2 separate regions of the Zea mays genome follow, and region 1 is linked to region 2. Evidence: chromatin contacts called from public Hi-C data. All regions are on one chromosome and are shown on one strand. Each heading gives the region's core, a stretch centred on a gene start, on an enhancer-like site or on the middle of the called end of the contact. The rest is flanking DNA. Distances are from core to core; before and after follow the strand shown.

The links. Hi-C and Micro-C count contacts between places; a contact is called where the count stands out from the background.
Region 1: a Hi-C map of leaf shows a contact between it and region 2, with 4 times the contacts expected there. The contact joins the promoter of LOC103635403 here to the promoter of LOC100383493 in region 2. A contact is called at or near these places in 7 of 25 Hi-C or Micro-C datasets (bundle sheath, ear, endosperm and 3 more) and 1 of 3 datasets of contacts at active chromatin or transcription factors (leaf).

Annotation. Positions count from the first base shown.
Region 1 is chr8:77,157,950-77,164,960 of Zm-B73-REFERENCE-NAM-5.0, forward strand. It overlaps LOC103635403 (probable protein ABIL4), which reads left to right and starts at 2,259. Exons shown (of 9, transcript XM_008657858.4): 1 at 2,259-2,840; 2 at 2,981-3,063; 3 at 3,710-3,860; 4 at 3,948-4,047; 5 at 4,142-4,225; 6 at 4,336-4,405; 7 at 4,524-4,558; 8 at 4,675-4,763; 9 at 4,889-5,264. The coding sequence starts at 2,712. The coding sequence ends at 5,044. It overlaps LOC103635404 (calcium-dependent protein kinase 1), which reads right to left. Exons shown (of 8, transcript XM_008657859.3): 5 at 6,932-7,011; 6 at 6,503-6,630; 7 at 6,320-6,419; 8 at 5,460-5,900. The coding sequence ends at 5,814.
Region 2 is chr8:76,573,967-76,580,518 of Zm-B73-REFERENCE-NAM-5.0, forward strand. It overlaps LOC100383493, which reads right to left and starts at 4,706. Exons shown (of 16, transcript NM_001176141.1): 1 at 4,384-4,706; 2 at 3,812-3,951; 3 at 3,576-3,664; 4 at 3,439-3,474; 5 at 3,177-3,270; 6 at 2,782-2,827; 7 at 2,595-2,692; 8 at 2,112-2,170; 9 at 1,532-2,028; 10 at 1,388-1,460; 11 at 1,227-1,307; 12 at 587-1,152; 13 at 356-494; 14 at 190-258; 1 more. The coding sequence starts at 4,595.

The DNA of each region.
Region 1 (7,011 bases), core at 1,009-3,508, 580 kb after region 2:
ATTCAGCACTTTGATTTATGTTTAAGTTAATGACTATATGGATGTTTTGGGCATCATGACATAATAAAGTTATACTTATTTCCGCTATTATTTGAGCATTGTGTGATGATGTCCAATTATGTAATCGTTGTGTACGTGAATTTCTGATCCTAGCGCGTACATGGTTCACATTCGGTTTACCTTCTAAAACCGGGTGTGACATGTCTGTTCATCCGGGTGCGCCAGCCTGGAACTGGACACTGTCCGGTGCACACCGGACAGTCCGCTGCACCGCATGATGGTGCAAGTTTGGCTAGACTTAGCCAAACTTCTCCATTTGAATTTCTCTCGATTTGAGAAGATCCCTAGCACTTAGTAGAGCATAGTTAGTGCCAAAAATAATTTACTAAGTGCTAGAATCATACCTTCGTTTCTCCAGGATTCTAGAGTTTGCAAATTATCTTTACAATCCTCAATTTGCTTCTCCTTTGACTCTGAGCTCATACTCACAATTGTATGTTAGATCAAAGTGATGTGTTAGGCACTTGATTACCAAAACACTTAGAAATAGCCCAAGGGCACATTTTCTTTCAGCTCTTAATGGAAAATATGTAACCACTAAAATTATATGCACCTGAAATAGTGTTGGAGCTTCTTGAATGCAACAAGGACCACATATATTAGTTTATGCATCTCTGGTTACCTAGTCTTATTGATGTGGAGGACTTTACTAATGAAGTAGATTGGTCATTGGAAATGGCGAGTAGCATGGCGAGATAAGCCCAACTCAAAGGGGCCAGGGATCGGATGGACAACAGTCTCTAAGAGGGCACCCACAGGCTCTATCTCTGTCGCTACGACTCACCCGACTCACTAAGAGGAGCTGCACCTCCCCTGCTCTGAGTCAGTACAGGCCCCAACAGAAGTCGGGGCTCACGACATTCACTATGTGCCCTAACAATAATGAGATCTTTAAATGTTCACGGGAGAGCCCTTTACTATGAGGGACTCTCGGCATTCACTGAGGATGATTATAGAGATCTGTAGCTACGAATGTTCATGGGAGGACCTAATAGTGGCTAGAGCTCCCAATACTCATTAGAGGTTATGGGATTGTGCCAGGCCCTCGAGTGTTCACAGAAGGATCTGACAGTGGCCGAAAGCTCCTAGCATTTGTTGAGGATTCCAAGATAAGCGTTCACGGAAGAACATAATGGTGGCTAACAGTGTGTTTGGTTCAGCTATTGATTCCTAAAAATCTGATTTTAGCTACAAGCTATGAGGGGGCTGTTATGAGCTGATGGCTATGGGAAAGCTAAAATCTATTTGGTTGAAACAATTGTCAACTATAGATTCTATAATAGTATGATAGCTTGGCAACATGGCAGGGGGGGACCACCCTGGCCTCTCGAATGAGTCAATTCGATAGCATGATATCATCGGCAAGGGGTGATACGCTTTGTCGTGGGGGTATATGCCCACAACGCTATACCCAAACGTTGTGGTTGTAGTCATGCCCAATCTAGTGTATACAAAGCATCCTATACGAGTAGCGTGTATGGCAGTGACAATAGCTGAAGCGATAGGTGTTGCGTCATCGTCTTCCATTGGTATGAAGCCTCTCAGTCATGGAATATCAATGTGGAGTCTAGAGAGATGTTGAAAGGGATAGCATCATATATGGACGAGCATCGTGGATGGGGGATGATGAGCGAAGAGTAGATGAGAAAAATGTATAATGTTCAGGGACAACAAAGCCACATCATTGACCTCCAAAATCGAGTGTAGAGAGATGATGGCAACTTTAGCTGTCGCTAGGAGGTGTCATGGAGTGAGAGTCGAGCGACAAATTAGATAGAAAATAAAACGATTCAACCCTATAAACAGTAGTAACCGAATAATAATTTCTAAAAATCTAGATGACATAATTTTTTTTAAAAAAAGATAAAAGTATGTTCTGGATTAAACTAGAGAAATCTATAGATTCTCGTAAATCTATTCATCCCACGTAGCCTTTTGATTATGATTCCAGATTTTTTGGCTTAGGATCATCATTATGTCGTTATTGTAGGAATCTGATATTAACGTTATGATCATATAGATCCCATATTAATTGTTTCGTTACCATCGAAGGAATCGAAATGGGAACGCAGCATGAAAATCTTGCGGTGAAAACGGCGTTCACAGAGAAAGCGAAGATCAATCTACGGCGGGTACAGTCAGTGCGGTGGTCAGTCGGAGGCAGACAAGCGAAGCAGCCAAAACCACCAGCGAGGCGGCGATGAGTGAGCAATGATTCCCCTGCCAAATCGAAAAAATCTCCCTGCTAGGCTAGGCACCAAGCCAAGCAAATCCACTCGAGACCAGACCGGCGACGGCGGCCCCGCGTCCGTCGCCATCAAAGCCACCGCTGCGGTCGCTCCTCCGGGACCCCTCCTCCTCCGCGGACCACCGCCAGCGCTCGACAGCAACACGCGCACGCCCACGCGCGAAGAGTCAACAGGAGAGAGACTGGCGGTGGTGGAACTGGCAGTAGAATAAGCTTGCGTCGAGTGGGAGTTGGCGAGGCATCGCTCGCTTCCCCTCCACCCCACTCTGCCCACCGAGCGCCAGTGGAGCGCTTACTTGACTTGACCTCGCCGCCTCCTGCCCTCCCCCTCCCCCTCCCCCTGCCGGCGCCCGTTCTTTCCTCCCCTCGCCGGACGCCCACCGCCGGAGCGGAAGAGGGGGGAATGCAGCCGCCGCAGCAATACCCGCCGGCGCCCGGCTCCTGGGGCGGGGTCGCGGGGGCCAGGGCCGGCGCCACCACCGTGGATGAGGCGTCCATGGAACGTAGCAAGAGCTTCATCAAGGCCCTGCAGGTGCTCCCCGAACCCCGCATTCCTAGATCCATACACGCGCACGCACAAAAATCCTCCCTTTTTTTCTAAAAGGAAAAGGCTGTCCCTGCTCTGTCTCACCGGGGATCCGGCTGGATTTCTGCTTCGTGATGATGGCGCAGGAGCTCAAGAACCTGCGGCCGCAGCTCTACACCGCCTCCGAGTACTGCGAGAAGTCCTACCTCCACAGCGAGCAGAAGCAGAAGTGAGTCGCGTTCCCTGCTCCTGCATTTTACTGCCACACAAAGGGAGAAGGAATCACTACTACTCACTTCCTAGTCTTACCACGGCGCCCAGCCATGGTTGCTCTTCGTACAATTGCATCTTGCATGCTGTATCTAGCACTGTTTTGTCATTTCGCCTAAGGGTTGAAGGATCCAATCGAAGCGTGGGTGCAGCATGTGCTGGTAGCAACTACACCCAACTACCTATGATAGGTGTAGACGACTGAGCCAACTAAGGCAAGGACGGCAACAGGTGTGAGGAAGGGACTTGATGTGTGAGATGTGGCTAGAAAACAAACTCTACTGGCTAGAGAAAGATATAATTTTTTGGTATCATCTGGAGTTTTGGAGTTACCTGACAACTGTCCCTGTACTGTTCGTAGTCTGAATTTTGTCACTGCATTGAAATTTTAGCAACGGGGACCCCCTCTTGTAGTCTTGTTTGACAGTGCAGAATAAATTTCAGAAATATAGGGTGCAGACTTTCACATCTTTTCTTTTATTAATGATGAGTCGATAGTGTACTGAACTCGAGCTTGCAGTATATACTCTTATTTCAACACAGGACATGTTGAACTGTAACATTCAGGTCATATTATGACAGCTGAAGCTGTTAATTTATGTCAGGGTGCTGGACAACCTGAAAGACTATGCCTTACGAGCCGTCGTCAACGCGGTTGATCATCTGGGTACTGTTGCGTACAAACTGACCGATCTTTTCGAGCAGCAAGCTTCCGAGGTGTCGACATATGAACTGAAAGTCGCACGCCTGAACCAGGTAATCACACTTATCTTCAGTACTTGCATCTTGCAGCGATGAAACCATGCCAGTTCAATTGCTGACGATCTATCTCCAAATCTGCAGCAAATCTTCACATGCCAAGTCTACACAGACAAAGAAGGCCTCAGGCAGCAGCAGATGATGGGAGCAAACATCAAGCACCACAAGCACTACATCTTACCCCGTAAGTGACTGCGAAACCAAGAGCTCATACACTGTTTGATTACAAAAGAAAGGGTGCTGAATTTTGACTCTCAATTTTTTTCCTGCCAAGCTAGCCACTGGTTATAAAAGATCCCTGGCAAATGGACACCTGCAAGCGGACACTGATCAGGAATCCAAGCCTAGACCTTACCCCTCCGGTGGGTCTTCTTGCTCATGATGAAGTTTCAAGGCATGCAATGTACCATATGAAGCAAACAAAACAAAACAAAAAAAAACGTTATTTTTTTCTTCTATTTCGCTGGTGCAGCAAAAACCCTTTCCTGGCATCTGTCTTCGGAGAACAGCACCAAAGCAAACGCACATAAGCCTACATTTGCGTAAGAATTCTTCCAGTTCGTATTCAGTTTCGTGCAAACTCTTATCGTTTGTTTGCTAATGCAATGGGGGTTTTTATGTACTTCTGATTTAACTGGTTGTCATCTGCTTCTTGTGCAGCCTAGTGGACACGGCACCATCAAAACCTTCATCAGGTGATTTAATCCTTCTGTGTATCTACTCAGTACTGCAATTTAACTTCACGTAAGTTATTTCCTGCTTAGTCTGTGTGCAGAGATTGAATGCCTCCTATGAATCTCTCATGTTTCAGGTAAGGAGCGGTCTGCTTCTCCTATGCGCAGGCCGCTGCAGTTCAACAGGAGCACCAGTTCTGATACTACGCAGAAGGTTGGCGCTAAGGTAAGCTTGAATATGACACGATCTGTCTCTCTCCCTCTTTTTTTTTAAAAAAAAAGGTGTCATTGTGCATGCTTTGCGATTTGTTTATTTTACTTGTAGATTAATACGACATACATTTTCTTCAGAACATATCTGGTGTAAAGGAACTTTCAACATTCCATTCCTTCGACAACCCCAAAGGTCGTGCGATCCAAAAGGCCCCTGTTGGCACTAAAAGCATGCTGGCGGCTCTCTTCATCAGACACAAATCGTCCAAGGCGAAAAGGATCGCAGTTCGCTGACGAGCGGGGGCCGGGTGGGGGGCGGCGACAGCACTGTAAATTTCATTCTGTGGAGGACCGGAAGCCTGTTAATTGTACATCTGGCCTATCGTTATGTGTTGGGGCAGAGTCTGTAGCCGTATTTCATTTCAGAATATGACATCTTGCAGGTGACCGAAATGTAATGATTTCGCATAATCTCATCTTGGCATTCAGCATAAATAAATGCATCTTGGAAATAGCCTTTCAGAGTTGTTGTTTTTTTTCCTGTTCTGGAAGGGCTCGTTTCAAACCTGCTCACTGTCCAAGAGGTTTTGGCATGTACACAGGAGTCATGTGTTCCGTTCTTGAAAAGGGGGCAGTGGGCGATTACGATTTGCTCCTGTCAGTTGGAGAAAGCATCGACATTAAATGATCCGCTGACCAAAGAGAAAAGAAAAAAAAGAGGATCACAAGGCACATCGCATTACTTTTCGCCTGGTATATGATAATTTGGAACTGTTTTACAAGTCCGTTTCTCTTACATAAAAGATCCAGAGGCAGGAAACATAGACCACACGACACACCTCATTAAAGATAACTTGGAAAGATCGTAGGATGAGATGGTCGAAAATGGAAGCAACACAAAGGCAATCACCCATGACTGATGACTTGTCCAAAGTCTGTAATATCATTGCACATATGCCCAGGCTGAATCCCACTTTCGAGTATCAGTTGCTCTCCCCTCTGACCGCGGAAAAATATATCTTAGAAGTCTTTCTTTTTTCCAATTAAATGTAGGAGATGAGCCTTAAAACATGCGCCTCCGATTTGGAACAATCTCGGGGCTATTATTCTTCATCATGGCAACAAACTCCTGGTAGTTGATTCTCCCATCCTAAGTAGTAAAACCAAAGGACATATAACACTTAGCAATTCATGTAAATTTAAATACCAAACATCACAATTAATTCACTCGTCATGAGTCTTTTCTTATCAATGTGAGCCGTATGGTTCAAACTTCAAACAGTTAAGCGAAGACCCAATAACATGATGGTTTAGCTAACCAGGAAATGTCAGTGAAGACAGTGATTTCCTTGATTACTAGTTAAACAAGTTGAACCACTGTTCAGACTCAAGGAGCTTGTTATTGGTTTTTAAATAAATTTTGTTACTTTATTGCATTAAAAAACACCAGTTTTTTTTAAAACGAAATCTCCTTGAACGTGCCAAAAGTCTACAAGATCAAAACGGTGATAAGTGCTTTTGTATGAAACAACAACAAGTGAGATTATTTTGAATCTTGGAATTACTCACGTGATCTGTGTCTACTTCAGCAATAATTTCTTTAACTGTTGCCTCATCGCCCATATCATACTTCTTCAAAGCTTCTTCCAACTCATCAACTGTAATGTGCCTGTACATGAATGTACAAGCGACAAACAAAGTTAATGTTAAAGGTGAAAAGTAACGAAAAGGTGGAGTTCGGAGTGAAATTACCCGCTATGATCCTTGTCAAAATACTCGAATGCTTTAAATATATGATCCTCCTTCTCTAGTCTATTCATGTGCATTGTTGCTGATATAAATTCAACATAATCAATGGTGCCATTCCCATCAACATCAGCCTGTTCATGAATGGAAAACAGTTAACAAGAATGGTTCTGAAGATAATGAACAAGAGCTGGAACGAAAAGCGCTGGATCTGTCAAACTATTAGAATGTGAAAGGTTCAACTTCACAGAACGTCATCATACCGACTAAAGTCATATCATATATTTTATTTCCTCCCTTATCAATTAAGAGCACATCAACTACAACCCTCTTGTGCACCACTGGCATTTTCACATAACAGGTAGTTGCATCACATTATGTGAATAGCGGAAGCATTACAATTTAAGGCAATATGGCTACAAGATAAGAGCTTACTGCTTCCATCAACTGCCTTATTTCTGATTCAGAGATTTTGGTGCCGAGCTTTGGTAAACCAGCTCTCAATTCTTCCAGCG
Region 2 (6,552 bases), core at 3,456-5,955:
TTCCGAGCTTCTTTGGTTTCTGAGCTCTCCTTCTTCTCACTCTCCGGGGCTTCTGAATTCTCCGCCGCCGCCGCCTTGTCTTTTGACTCCTTTTCCCTTCGCTCCTGAGACACCCATCAAGTTCATTCGACGTGTATTGCAGGATCAGTACAGGGATATTCGGTTAGAGCAACAAGACAGAGCTGTTACCAGTTCCCTCTCTCTTTCTATCTTCAGGAGCTCCCTAACAGGGCGGTAAGCAGCAGTCACACAGAGATTCTGGGGCAGAGAGGAAAACAACAGCTTTCAGTTTCAGAGCAGCTGTGGAATACTGCTTCCTATGAACATAAACTTCGTTTCAGAGCAGTGCACAAACCTTGAGATCACTGCCGCTGTATCCTTCCGTCATGGCCGCAAGTTCCTTGAAATCAATATCTTCATCAACTTTCTCCTTTGAAAGCAGCGTCCTCAAGATCAGCTCTCTGCTCTCCGTAGTTGGAAGCCCAACCATGATCCTGTTCAGTAAACCGACAAGCGCAAGCGCAAACGATCAGCGCTGGACTTGCGTTGCATCAGAAAAAAAGGTACGGTAGGTATGGAAACGGACCTGCGCTCGAATCTCCTGATGATGGCTTCATCAAGGTCGAAAGGCCTATTCGTCGCGGCGAGAACGAGGATTTTTTCGCCTGTTTTTGACAAGAGACCGTCCCAGTGGCTCATGAACTCGTTCTTGATCTTCCGCATCGCCTCATGCTCGCCGTAGCGAGCGCGCTGCCCCAGCATGCTGTCTACCTCGTCCACAAAAATAATGGTGGGAGCTACCTTGGCGGCCAAACTGAACAGCGCCCGGACATTTTTCTCGTCCTCCCCGAACCATTTCGATGTGATGGTGGACATGGATACGTTGATGAAGCTGGCGCCGGCGTCGTTCGCTATAGCCTTGGCAAGCATGGTCTTCCCGGTTCCAGGTGGCCCAAACAGCAGAATCCCTCTGCACGGCTTCAGGAGCCCTCCTTTGAAGAGATCGGGCCGTCGAAGAGGAAGCATGACCAGCTCCTGGAGAGACTCTTTGATATCTGCCAGGGCTCCGATGTCATCGAATGTCACTCCTATCTCACTTGCCGGAATGACCTCTGGTCTGATACGCTTTTCAAACTCATTGTCTGGAACTTCCTGCTCAAAAACACAAATGCTGTTAACGTTGAGGAAAAGAACACAGGGGGCAGAGTCAACTGATGACGACTTACTGGTTTTGGCAGCGGTACTGGACCTTCGCCAACCGGAAGTGTCTCAGTTTTCTTAGACCCAAGAGCTCCTTTCAAACCATCCTGTATCATAATATCATAGGATAGGAGTTAACATAACTAATGCAATGACACGCTATTTTAGCGTTGCCCTATTTGCATACCTTCGTTTCTTCCAACTTCAGAGTGTCTTTCCCACCATGGCTACCTTGGAAAATGCTTAGACCATGGGACAAACTGTAAAAGAAATTTATATTATTGCTCTCCAAGACAAAAAAGGGGGAAAGAAATCAGAATCAGTGACCAACCTTTTAGATGATAGCATGAGCTTTCCATTCCTGTATTCAGGGTCCTTGTTGTGAATCAAGTGGTAGGAGACAGCTGATACGATGATCTCCTCTATGTAATTGCTGAGAACCATAGTGTCTGCTTCACAGATTGAGCTCAGATCGTCACAGTCTAGATCATTTGCCGAGAGTACCTCTATGATGTGGTTTCTGTTATCTTGCATCTGGATTTTTCTCTTGTCTTCCTCAATCTGGCTTTTCCAGCAGTCTAGATGGGTCTCCTCCTCGGGAGCTTTGATGTCAACATGGTAAGGAAACAGGGTACTAATCCTCTCATCGGCATCCCTGTTATCAGCGTCAGGATTGAGTAGTCGAGAACCAAGTATCAAAACTTGACCGGATAGCTTGGCCAACATTTTCTGGAACATCGAGTGAATTCTTTGCGATTTCCAGAGGAAATGGTCCACATCCCTTATGTAAAGAATAATCGGACCGTTTTCAGATACAGAAACCATAACCTGCAAAATGGGCGGACCAGATAAGTTCCACTTCCGCATGACTAAATACAGCGAATTGAGTTACAGTCGAGAAGTATGATCACCTTGTAGAGTGACTGAATCAGAACTTTCTCGTCGAAACACCAGCTACCAGTTCGCCTCACTGGAATTTACATAAGCAAAGATGAAGAACTGTAAGACACTTGTGTGCCATATAGTCATACAGTTCTACTCTAGCAAATAGTACTAATGTACTATGTTTTTTTAAGAAAATAGTACTACTACTGTACTAGCACCCTACTGTTTCATTCAGACATGTAAAGATTAGCAATCAGTATGTGAAACTTAGATGCAATTTCGTCCAAAAAAAAAAACAGGGAGTGAACACATGCCATTTATACGACAAAACTAATATCGACATGTACATAATTTTACCAGAAAATGCGGATGGCCGAGCAGTCTGAAACGGGTGGAGGCTAGTAAGTGTGATCTAGGTAGGAGCTGTCTACACTAAACTCTGCACATATATGACATCAAAATAACTAAACAGAAAAAAGGAGAATATAAATGAACCGAAAAAGGTTCACCTGGATTTCCCGAACCTTGTGAGGCAAGGTCGCTCATGTCGGATGATACCGAGGCGTTTTTCTTCAGCGAAGGCGTACTGCTAGAACCGTCAGAGCCTCTGAAGAAAACAAAGCATGGATGAGTAACATTGCGAAAAGATACTACTGTTCGTCGCGGCCTTGATAAACAGCACAGCAGGCACATTACCTTGTCCTTAAATCCGTGCTGCTTGTCTGGCGACGCAGCGATTTTTCTGCCAAAAAGGATAACACTACAAATCAAGAATTTGGGCAATAATTGAAATACAGGACACATCGACTGTCAACTATAGATTCTATAAAAATATGACGGTTTGTAACATGGATGATAGGAATCTAAAAATCTAGGATAGAAATTGAACTAATAAAATCTATAAATTTTTAGAAATTTATTCTGCTAGTGTACCCGTTTGATAGAGATTTCAGATTTTTGACAGTAAATCTCGTTTATGAGGCTGAATCAAACACACCTTAAAAGGTGATAAGATAAAAGTGCGCATGCTTGCAGTTATAAAATGCGAGAAACAACAAATAAAACAAAGGGAATCTGTAAGCCTTAACTACCTATAGGCCCATCCTTCTTAGGATATGCCATAAAGGATCCAATGAGATCAGACATCCTCCCGAACGTGGTCTCAGCCACAGATTGATTGCGGGCCTGCAGAAGCAAGTCAATAACAAACTCATTGTTATGGGTCCTGTAAAATAACTGATTAACTATACCAGTGTCGCCGGATCTCGTGTTAGAAAAACAAAAGGAGGATCCGAGGAGATGAATCAGCGTTTATTCTTTCCAGCAAAAATGCTCTGGAACTGTGTGACCCACCGTGGCTTTTGTGGAGCCCCCGTATTTGCTCTGGATCTGCAAGAGTCATTCAGCGGCACAGGATTCAGAACACGGCACGGCAAAGCAACCGCAAGGCCAAGAATCACGATGGCAACAGTTCCCAGCTGCTCACTCACCCGAAGAGAGAAGTCGGTGGCGTCCAGAATTAGTAAGCGCGCCTTGAAGTAGTGGGACAGAGCTTTCGCGAGCGACTGCAGGTAGGCCTCTGCAGAGACAGCAGCCAACAAGGTCATCATGCATCAGCGAAACAGGGGGATACAAGTGGCCACAGTACCCTCTGCCCACACGCAAGCAGCGAGCGGGGGTGGTTGTTGTTCTTGCGGCCAGGGACCGGCGGACGACGGAAACGAACCTGTGGGGCCGGAGAGCAGGATGGCGTGGCTGGCGGCGGAGAGGTTCCGGACGTGCTTCAGCAGCTCCGCGTTCTTGAGGTGGACGAAAGCCGCGCTGATGAGCACCTCCCTCGTCTGATCGCTGCAGGCAATCACACCACTACCTCAATCGCTGTCGGTGCTAGTGCCATCGTAGTAATAATGATAACAAACAAACAAACAAAGAAAAAAACTGAAGAAGCCATGTGCTGCGGCCTTTTGTGGATCAAGTAAACCCCTCTTGCTTTTGCTTTTTTCTAGAACACGGCTCCGATCGTGCCTACCTGCCGCAGCCGTACTGCTAGTACGAGCCGCTAGTCCGCAACAGCAGAGGAAACTAGTGGCACTTGTACTCGAGTGGAGTGGGGAAGCCATCTGAACAGATTCATCGAGAAGACAAGGCCTGCAGCAGCGCCGCAGATCGGTGCGTCTCGGGTGATGCGGCTGCGCCAAATCGGATCGCACTACGGAAGCCAGCCAACCGGATCTTCCTCGAACCCTACCCAGGCCGGCCACCAACCGAATCGAACTCGACGGGGTTAGTATGACCTACCTGAGGTAGTAGGGGAACTCGTCGAAGGTGACGTCGCTCTCGGGGCCGTCCAGGACCAGCCGCCGCAGCTCGGCCTCCAACTCCGCGGCGCCGGCTCCGAGACCGTCGCCTCCGTTCGGCGCCGGCTGTACTGCCCACTTGGCCGACGCAAGCCCCAGACCCACGCCGACGCCGACGCCCAGGGCCGACACCAGCAGGCTCCTCTGCTCCATGGCCGTCGTCGGAATTCGAATGCCTGCCCCGATTGATCGCCCGTCGCACGCTCGCTGGCTGTCGTCGGAGAGCGAAGAGGTGGAGCGCCAAGTGGGGTGTGCGCGTTTGTGCGGGTGGGGAAATGAGCCATGGCGGACGGGGGTGGGTGGGTTTATATAGGGAGGCGGCGGGCGGCGGGCTGGCGGGCGGAGTGAGAGAGAGAGAGAGAATAAAGTTTTTTATTTTGCGGGTCTCGTGGAAAGCAACTTTTTTGCAGGTTGCTGAGTTGGTGCTGTTTCAGCGCAACGCTGGCTACTTGTTGCGTACCGCTTTTTATTTATTTCCATATTCATTTATTTCTACCATTTCATCATTTTTTATTTGATTCTAGGAGAGTTGCCCACATCCATCCTAGATGGAGCACACCTTGTCAACATTGCTTTGGTACGTCAACTTTTGGAGGCTCCCTTGAGTAGGCTTTTTTTATCAGTTTAGGGAGTGTTTGGTTACTAGGGACTAATTTTTAGTGCCTCCATTTTATTCCACTTTGATCTATAAATTGCAAAATACGGAAACTATAACTCTATTTTAGTTTCCGTATTTGACAATTTAGGGTCTAAAGTGGAATAAAATGGAGGGACTAAAAATTAGTCCCACTAACCAAACACCCTATTAGTCATTAGTGGTATTGTAATGGGCATATGCGACGATAAAACAACACGATTTCCGGTTTATCGTGGGTTTTCTAGAGATAAATGGCTCGCTCCTATGGTCACTTTGGCAGTGAGCTAGCTCTCTAGCTTCGGCTTTGATGTTGTAATGATATCAGAAGCAAGCGCTTATAGTGGCCATCAACGAGTAGAGGAATATCTCGACATGGGCGTATACCACAACTTCAAGTGTTCCTAACTACCGTGGCTATCAGTGTCGTTATCAATTCGAAGAATTGCGACGTAGGGTGATCCTCTCTTCTCCTAGAGCAACCGATGAGCAAGCAAGTATCCTCGTGGTTTTCCTGCAACCCTCGACTATAGAAGGATGCATGCGAAAGCATTATGAGTTACTCCCACTTCGAATTTTTTGGGTGGAGTAGCTGATGACTACAAGTGTGGAGATTCAAACTATGCTACATCCCTGTTGTTGTGGGATGTTAGTGGTAGTTTACTAGTCCGCAATCTAGTATATGCAAAGTGTCAGTTGAGTGATTGCTTGTCTACTCAAATTCACCTAAAGTTTCTCATGCACAAGCACATTTGTCTTCTTTGTTGTACTAGTTCACAATCAGATATGGGTATGCCCCTACTATCCTCCTTGACGAGTCCTTGTAATTGTGCATCTAGTAATACATGTTCGACTTGGTTTGAGTCGATTCTCTACTTAATTGTGCATTTTCTTGTATGTTTTACGAGTATTTAGACCCAATGGGTCCACTATCAACAAGTGTGGTGTATAGTTGGATCTACTACCATAGGCCCTATAGGTTTTGATTGGCAAATTCAAGTGTTGTCGTTTCAATCGAAGGGTTTGTACTTTGTGGTCCCGCATTTGAGTAGTTTCCACTTTCAAAGCCATTAGTTGAACAATGGGCACATATACGGCTGGATAATGGTGCATATTATTCTTCAAGTTAGAATCAGGTAGAACAAGTGATGTTCGCGTCCTATGACTAGGCCACAGCTTAAATACACTCCTTTTCTATTATCCAGGAGCCTGTACTTAGCCAAATTGAACCTATGCGAGAGCATAGCCAGTAGGTGATCCATGTAGGTCGTGACATACCCTAAGTCGACCCACCGGAATACCAGTCCACTGAGGCAGCCCAAGAAAAAAGAAACTGATATATATTATATTTGCATTCTAACGTATGCACTTATGGGCTTAAATGTTAAATCTATAGTTTCATATGTTATTCCTTATCTTTATATACTGAATTGCATACCAAATTATTATGGACTATACTAAATTATTTATAAAAAA